Regions from separate parts of the Gossypium hirsutum genome. Here all the other regions are linked to region 2. The links are chromatin contacts, called in public Hi-C maps. All regions are on one chromosome and are shown on one strand. Each heading gives the region's core, a stretch centred on a gene start, on an enhancer-like site or on the middle of the called end of the contact. The rest is flanking DNA. Distances are from core to core; before and after follow the strand shown. Region 1 holds the start of LOC107955860 (cell wall / vacuolar inhibitor of fructosidase 1). Region 2 holds the start of LOC107896406 (ER membrane protein complex subunit 6). Region 3 holds the start of LOC107896590 (flowering time control protein FCA).

The links. A called contact is a pair of places that touch in the nucleus more often than the background predicts.
Region 1: a Hi-C map of leaf shows a contact between it and region 2, with 2.2 times the contacts expected there. The contact joins the promoter of LOC107955860 here to the promoter of LOC107896406 in region 2. A contact is called at or near these places in 13 of 34 Hi-C or Micro-C datasets (callus, fibers, leaf and 1 more).
Region 3: a contact with region 2 is called in a Hi-C map of leaf, with 2.9 times the contacts expected there. The contact joins the promoter of LOC107896590 here to the promoter of LOC107896406 in region 2. A contact is called at or near these places in 3 of 34 Hi-C or Micro-C datasets (leaf and seedling).

The regions. Positions count from the first base shown.
Region 1 is chrA10:101,849,373-101,852,186 of Gossypium_hirsutum_v2.1, reverse strand. It overlaps LOC107955860 (cell wall / vacuolar inhibitor of fructosidase 1), which reads right to left and starts at 1,444. Exons shown (of 2, transcript XM_041078574.1): 1 at 1,398-1,444; 2 at 803-1,241. The coding sequence starts at 1,444. The coding sequence ends at 803.
Region 2 is chrA10:101,977,685-101,980,384 of Gossypium_hirsutum_v2.1, reverse strand. LOC107896406 (ER membrane protein complex subunit 6) reads left to right here and starts at 1,443. Exons shown (of 5, transcript XM_016821572.2): 1 at 1,443-1,697; 2 at 2,245-2,372; 3 at 2,461-2,656. The coding sequence starts at 2,257.
Region 3 is chrA10:101,821,685-101,824,384 of Gossypium_hirsutum_v2.1, reverse strand. It overlaps LOC107896590 (flowering time control protein FCA), which reads left to right and starts at 1,361. Exons shown (of 19, transcript XM_016821787.2): 1 at 1,361-2,035; 2 at 2,408-2,490. The coding sequence starts at 1,681.

The DNA.
Region 1 (2,814 bases), core at 195-2,694, 130 kb after region 2:
AGAAAGGTGTAATCGAATTTAGTTAAGGGGTGTTTTGCTTTCTTGAATAATATTCCTGAGTTGATTCACATGTTATGCTGTCGTGAATGTATTTTGCTACTTCAGAACTTTTACCAAAAATCCAAACTTACACTGTAGCTTATTGAGAATTTTGATTGAGAATATATTTTGATTTTATTCAAGATAAATCAGAAGCAAAATTTATTGATAAACCCGAAATTTAATAAGTAAATATTCGAGTTTAATAACAATATTTTGGTGACAGTATCTCAGTTGATAATCTGAGGATATGGAGCATAAGAATAAGCAAAGCATTATCGGCGCTGTGTAGCCGATTTAATTAAAGCATTTTTCAGTTGGTATTTCTTGAGGATTATTTGATGATTTTGATCAAGATAAAATAGAGATCATTGAAGATCATATGAACAATAATTTAAGTCACTTGTCAACCATTTATGTTGTGAAAAACCAGCTAGTATTATCAAAATATTATCTCACTTATCCTTTACTTCTAGTTGAAGTCGTGTGGACTATAAACAGGTAGTAGTGGCATGAGATTAGCTAGTCGAGAGCTTAGAGAGCACGACTTGATTCCTTTGTGAGAAATTCCTTTTTGTGTTTTTATTTCACCTTTGAGTGTTTGTGCTAAAAAAGTAAAAGCTAATTACACCGATTTTGTAATGGCATACTTCATCGATGTAAACAAACATGAAAAAAATCATCAGATAATTCATAAATTTCTCATTTTGTTTTAATTTATTTATCATCATTTAATAACAAAGAGAACTGACTTAACATCAGCCTAGAGTAACAATGAGGCAATGGATTGAAGAAGAACAGAAAGATCATGCACAGCTTTGTTTCCACTAAAGATTGGCGAATTGGATGCCTTTTCTGCAAAGCTGTTTTCACATGCCTGAGCTTCATTTCCAGCATCAGTTGCACTCTGAACAGCAAATTTGGGGTTGTTTTTCTCAATTGCATCAATTGCTACTGGGATATCACCCTGGATAATGGTGTTATATGAAACAATGCAACCTTCCAAGGCCTTTTCCAAGGTGGGGTCTTTGACACTTTTAAGCAATGCTGAAATCTGATTCAATGTGGCAATGGCTTTAGCATTGACACTGTCAGCCACAATCCGAGCAAGCCCCGGCACATCCGGGGGTCGGATTTCAAAGTCAAGACGCAGAGATCGTAAAATGGAGTCTTTTTGCAATTGGTTTGAATCAGGTTGATGTCTGAGTAGCTTACAGTGAAAAATGTGAAGCAAAATACAGCTTCAAGTATGAATAAAGAGATGATTTTGGTCATATTTGGGTGGTGGGAATTTGAAAGGTAACTGGAATATCGCTTAACTTGCACGTAAAATGGCTTTGGTTTAAAAACAAAAAAACGTATTTATAGGCTCCAGAATGAATTTTCTCAATGAAGAAGAAATCATATATGGAGCAAAATAAGGCAAAAAAATTTGCTATACGTAATTTTGGCCCAAAGATTGTAATTGCCTTTTACAATAAAATAAAAAAAAAGTTGTAAGGTAATCCTGTCCTGACAAATTCTATTAATTCTCCAATTTCATAACAGTTGAAATAAAAAATTTGGATGCTAATTAAATAGAATTTACTAATTATAACGGTTAATTTTATATATATATATTATATGTAAAATTGTTTGAGGAAAAAAATTAAGATTACGTAAATCATAACAAGTTAGACGTATATTTATTACCACCGGTTAATTTATCATTTGGTATAGGAGTTTGATCTCAAGGTTCAATTTGATACATGAATTTGGCTTCAAAATTTAATTTGGTACCCAAACCAAATGACATTATGTGACCAAATAGATGTTTGACACGTGTGCTCTAATAAAGAAAATATAAATACTTAATTGAAAAAAAAACTCAGATGCTAAATTAAACATTGGAGACAAACTATGTACCAAATTCGGACTATAAGGATTTCAAATATCAAAATAAAAAATTAGATACCGAAATAAACATTAAAACCAAACTTAAGTACTAAATCAAGAAAAAAAATTCAGATGCTAAATTAAACATTGAAACTAAACTTTGGTACCAAATAATGTATTAAAGATAATATAAATCTAATTTTAATTTTTTTATAGGTAAGGGTTAATAATTTATTATCATTTATTCTCAAAAAGCAAAAATTTATTATCATTTAAAGATAAGATCTATAAAAATCACTTGTCATAATTAATATTTTCACTTTTCGCGTCTATTAAAGTTTTAACAAAATATTTTTTTGTAAAAAATTCTCAATTTAACATATTTATGGGAATCTTTTTATAGTACATATTGTCTATATTTAGAGCTCGTGGTTACCCTTCCTAACAATATTATCTCTAATGTTTAAATTTGTGTTCTCCCCAAAAAAGTGCAATAAACTTTTAGGGATAAATACCAAAATTATACATGAACTATGATTTAATGTGCAATTGTATATATGAACTTTGATATTGTGCAATTTTATACATGAAATTTTGATTTGATCCAATTCTTGTAAATTATTAACACAATTATTGATATAACATCATTTTATGTTTATATATTCCATACACAAAATAATTATATTTATCCAATATAAAAATAAATTGATGTATTTATTTCTTTAAATGTGTATGATTAAATTAAAATTAAAGTTTCAAGTATACATTTGAACAAAAATTAGAGTTTCATATGTATAATTGCACCAAATTATAGTTCATGTATACAATTATACATTAATCAAAATTTATGTATAATTTTGAAATTTATCCCTAAATAATACTTATATATATAATTATAAC
Region 2 (2,700 bases), core at 194-2,693:
ATTATAAACAAAAAAAGAGTCAAATTTCAATTTTAATCCTTATGCTACATTCTAATTTAAGATTCAATTTTTATACTTCTACTTTTTTATATAATTTGGTACTTTAATTTTTCACAATGTCATTTATTAATTTAAATACTTTATTTTGATTATAATCCTAATCTAACTTTTAAGAGTTATTAATGCTATTAAAGTTATTTGTTAAATTAAAATACATTACAATATTATTTTTTTAAATACATTGCAATTAATTTTTTTAAAATTTCAAAATGTTTCACCAATAAATTTAACAGAAGAATTTAATAGTATTAACAATTAGATCTGAATTTTTTAAATTTATAAAACAGAGAAGCTAAATTTTTAAAAATAAAATAAATATATTAAATTTTAAATATACAAACGCAGCGATTTAAACTATATTTTAATATTCAAATATTTATTCTAGAATTTAATTTAAAACGCGAATCATAATAGCATCCATGCTAGACTATATTACTATATATAAAAGGAAGTCATTAGTGGACACATGCGTCCATTCTTTCATCTTCTTCTTCTTTTTAACATGAGAACATAATGAGTAAAGTTTAATTCTAACCCCTCTAATTTTTTAAGATTATAAGAATGGTGAAATTTCAATTTGATCCATGGACACTTGTCGATTGTTTTATCTTTTCTTTTTTACATGAGAACATATGGGTAAATTTCAACTCCAATCCCTCTAATTCTTTACGATTATAAGAATGGTTAAATTTCAATTTGATCCTCATATTTCACTTAAATTTGAGATTTAATCCATATACTTTAATTTTATCATAATTTGATACCTCAACTTTTATAATGTCGTTAGTTAGTCTAAATACTATATTCTAATTAAAATAATTATATAAATTTTTAAGAACTGTTAGCACTATTAATTTTTTTTTGTTAAATTCAGGTTCGTTATAATGTTTTTGTTTTGTTACATGGATACCAAATGAGTTTTTTTTTTCATTTTAAAATGTCACAACAACAAATTTAACAAAATAATTTTAATAGTGTTATCAGATGGACCTAAGTTTTTAAATTCGAAAAGTAGAAGGATTGAATTCCAAATATACAAAGAGTACAAGAACTTTGAGCAAATTATAACCTTTAAATTTTTACTCTATAATTTAGTCAATAAATAAATAATTAACTCAACACCAAGCGTGGGTAAACACCATATTAGTGTGATTTTTTGACCGTTAGAAAAAGTTATTGTTGGACGAAAACGCGTCATTTTTCAGCTAAGATGGCAATAGGGATGCATTTTTATGTTTTTCTCTCCAAAATCGACCTACTTTCGTTAATATTTTTTGAATTTGGCATATTCTACTAATTTACCCAAAACAATAAAGATTGAATAAAAAAAACGATAAATACGCACCATGTGGATATTTTAAAGATGATACAAAGACATCTCTTTTAAAATTAGTTTAATTGAGATTAAACAATAATTCATAAAAAATAAAACAAAAAAAATGCTAATTTTTATTTCTGTGGATTTTTTTTATTTATAATTTTGAAAAAAGTAAAGGTAGTGTAATGGCATTTAATGGAAAGACGGAATTATATAAGACTTGATAAAAAAAATAAAAATTTCGAGTGGGCTATCTCGAAGTAAATTCTCAGTAGAAGAATACAGGAAAAAAAGGGTCTCGTATTCTCCGATCATCTGGGTAAACCTCTTTTTTCTTTTCTTTTTTTCTTTTAATTGTATTTTCTTATTTGTCTTTTTAATGGTTTGTTGATGGTTAGATCCATTGCTATCCCCTACGTTTCAATTATCATGGATGTAAAATTCTTATATTCTTTCATATTAATCAGTTGAAATTTTCGAAATTTGATAATGTATATCTATGCTGCCTTCTGATCGAAGTTCCAAAATTTGAGACGCTCTGCCGTAGTCAAAGGAACATGTAATACGATAAACGTTTTCCGAATCTGTTTTTCATATCAGTAATGCTGCATTGATCTTTTAGATTAGCGCAGTAAGGACTTTATAATTGTTTCTCAAGTTTTTCGCTTGTGCTTCACTGGGTAATTCACCTTCTGATATGGTATTTCTTTTTCGTTTTCTTTATACTAAGCCTGCCAATTGGATGGGTGGGATTCATTATTTTGACTCCAAATCATTTTGATTAGTGTTTGATGCTTTGATTTTTTACGGATTTAAATTATTTCAAAATCTGTCGTTCTGAATTATTTTTCGGATTTGGATTGCAGAATTGACAGGTAATGGCAGGACAGGGTAATTCAAGTTCATCTGACAAGAAATCAAAGGAAGTTATGAATGATGTATCAACTTTTAGAGCAGAGAATTTGCAGAATAACATGAAAGTTGTATATTACAGGCATGTCTGTGTTCACATTTAGTGGAGATACTAAAAGTTGTGTGTTGAAAGCCAATACTTGAGATGAGCATTGTGGTTTCATTTGCAGCCGAACATTTTTGTCGATAATCGGAGGGGCTATTTCTGGGATTTTAGGGTTGACAGGCTGTATGGGTTTTATATTGTATTTCATTGTCATGGCAATTACTTCAATTGGACTCATAGCAAAGGCAAAGTTCTCCCTTCATTCTTATTTTGATTGCTGGAATCGGTTTATACTCGATGGATTCTTGGGTGGGCTTATGGTAAAGCCTTTTCTTTTATGTTTTGACTTGCTTTACGTATTCCC
Region 3 (2,700 bases), core at 112-2,611, 160 kb after region 2:
TAATCAAATATAGTGGAAATACTATATTTTAGCTTTATAAATTGTTTGGCCTTAGCCCTTTGAGAAAAATCATAATCGGCCCACTCACTTGTGATGATGCTAACCATTCATTTACGGTCATGAAAATGAAAGGCCTTAACATTCCAAATTCCTAGGGATATACTATAGATTTTCCTATGCACCCTTTCCCCCATATAAAGCGTGAACAATCTGCTAGAACTTAACAAACTCGGGAAGATTTTCTCTGGAAAGCACCTATGAAATGACCATGGTCAAGAAACCAGGAGTTTAAATCTCAACCAGTCAGAACAACATTGGAAAAATATTTGGAAAGCAAAACTACCACCCAAGCTTCAATTCTTTCTCTAAAAATCCTTCAAAAAAATCATCCCGACAAAAGACTTCCTCAGACACTGGGAAATGTGATTAAATGAAATCGGGGACTGCTTGTTTTGTAGAAACTCCCCGGAAACAATCGAGCATATCTTTAGAGAATGCACAATAACTAAGGGGTGGTGATCGACTGTTAAAAACCGTGCTCCCTTAAGATCCTATTGGGATAGTAAATGGACCGATTGGCTTGACTTGAACATCATTTAAAAAGCCTGGCTGGTTAAGCCAAAAGCCCGGTGGCCCTTAGTGTTTACATTCATGCTATAAGAGATTTGTCTATTGAGAAATGTCTTACTCTTTACCAATAATCCAAACCCTAATCTTCTCGTCAACTTGACTACAGGAAAAGCAACAAAATTTTTTGCTGCTAGTAGCATTAAAAGAGTTCCACAAGCTTGTTTCATCCTTATTGGATGGCAAAAACCTAAACTTGGCCTTGTTAAGGTTAACATGGATGGCTTTGCGCTTAAGAACCCTGGTTGTGTCGGGGCGGGAACTGTTATTAGAAATTATTTAGGGATTGGGTTATAGGGTCGTTTAGATGCATCCCGAGAGCTACAAGCACCGAAGCAAAACTATGGGCCCTCTGGGATGGACTCAACCTTGCTCTCTATATGGCAGTCATTAGCTTAGTAACAAATGCAACTAAGGTAAATCACCTTTTACAAACTTTATTTGGTAATTGCAGGGTTTTCCTACACCGATTCCAACAATGGATGTGAAAGCATATATTTAGAAAAGCAAAACTCGAATTTTAATTTTCAGTTTGACTCTAATGAAGCTCCGTATGAGTTAACTGATATTTTGTTGGTAGATGGCAATGAACTCATGATGTATCGCACGAAAAACCAAACTCAAACTTCATTCAGATTGGGCTAAATGAGACCTCTAAAAGGCCAAAACAATTAAATTGGGCCATTATTAGGGAGCCCAGAAACTACTTCCTATAAAGGGACTTGTCCTGCCGTGACCTGACCCGCTTTGCCCCCTTGAAAACTCCAACCAAAATTCCCTTTCACTTTGCGTATTTTTTGGTCTCTATCTATTTTCTTCTTTCGACTTGTTTTTAGTAGTAACATTTTCTCTTTGTTTTAGTTTCTGCAAATTTCAAGTTTAGGGCTTCAACTTTGAGCTTAAACACACTCAGCAAAGCTGGATAGGTACAGAGCCGATCGCTATGGCGATGGCAACAACACCACCACCAACAACAACCAAGACTCTTACTATAATAACAATATTCACGACCGTTACTATAGAGGACCCTCGCGTTTCTCCGACGCTTCTCCTATGAGCCGCTATAACAGCATTAACACCGACACCAATACTAATTTCAACGATAAGTTCGATGCCCAAGATCCCTACCAACACCGTCGACGTAGCCCTAGCAACTTCCGTGGCAGTGGAGGAGGAGGAGGACATCGTCCCTTCGATAGTCCTCCTCGTCAGCATCACAACAGCGGTGGCGGAGGTGGAGGCTTTCGACCAATTGGAGGTGGCGGAGGAGGGGGAGGGTTTCGGCCTATGGCCGGTGGTTTTGAGGGTAATTATCCAAACCCTTCACCGCATCATCTGCAGCCAGCTCATACGGGACAGAAACGACCTTTTCCATTTTCTGGCCGTGGAGGTGGTTCCCCCAACAGAGGTTCGTTTTGTTGCTTACAATCCAAGTTATTTTATATTTTTCAATTGTAATTTTTCACTCATTTACTGCTTCCACTAATTGAATAATTCGTCAATTCAAAGATTTTAGGGCATTTTCCTTAGCATTTGCTTCTATTTGGACTTCCATTTTGAACTATAAATTTACCAAGTTCTCAATATTTACTTGAATTTTTTGTTCCTTGGATGCATGTATGGTTTTAGCTACAGATCATTTATCTTGAATTCTGCTTTCCATATTCGAATTTTATCCTCCTTTACTGACTTCTGACCATAATAATTGCATCCCCAGACCATTACATTACTTATTTTATCTACTTATACTTTGTTTTTATTTTCTTTTTGCTTTGTCAAGATCGATTTGGTGGTGCTGGCGGTGGGGGCAATTTTGCCAAACTTTTTGTGGGATCTGTACCAAGGACGGCTAGAGAAGAGGATGTAAGTCAGTTCATTTTTTGCATGATACTTTTGAAACTATCATACTCCCGTTTGTACTCTCCTTTTGCTTCCAGATATGTAATTTGATTCACTTATCTTCATATGCTGGATGTCGATTTGATATTTCGAATGAATACCATTTAAGCATTAATGCCATGTAATATTAAGCTATTTTGCATTTTGGGCTTTTTGGTATTATTTCCTGTACAA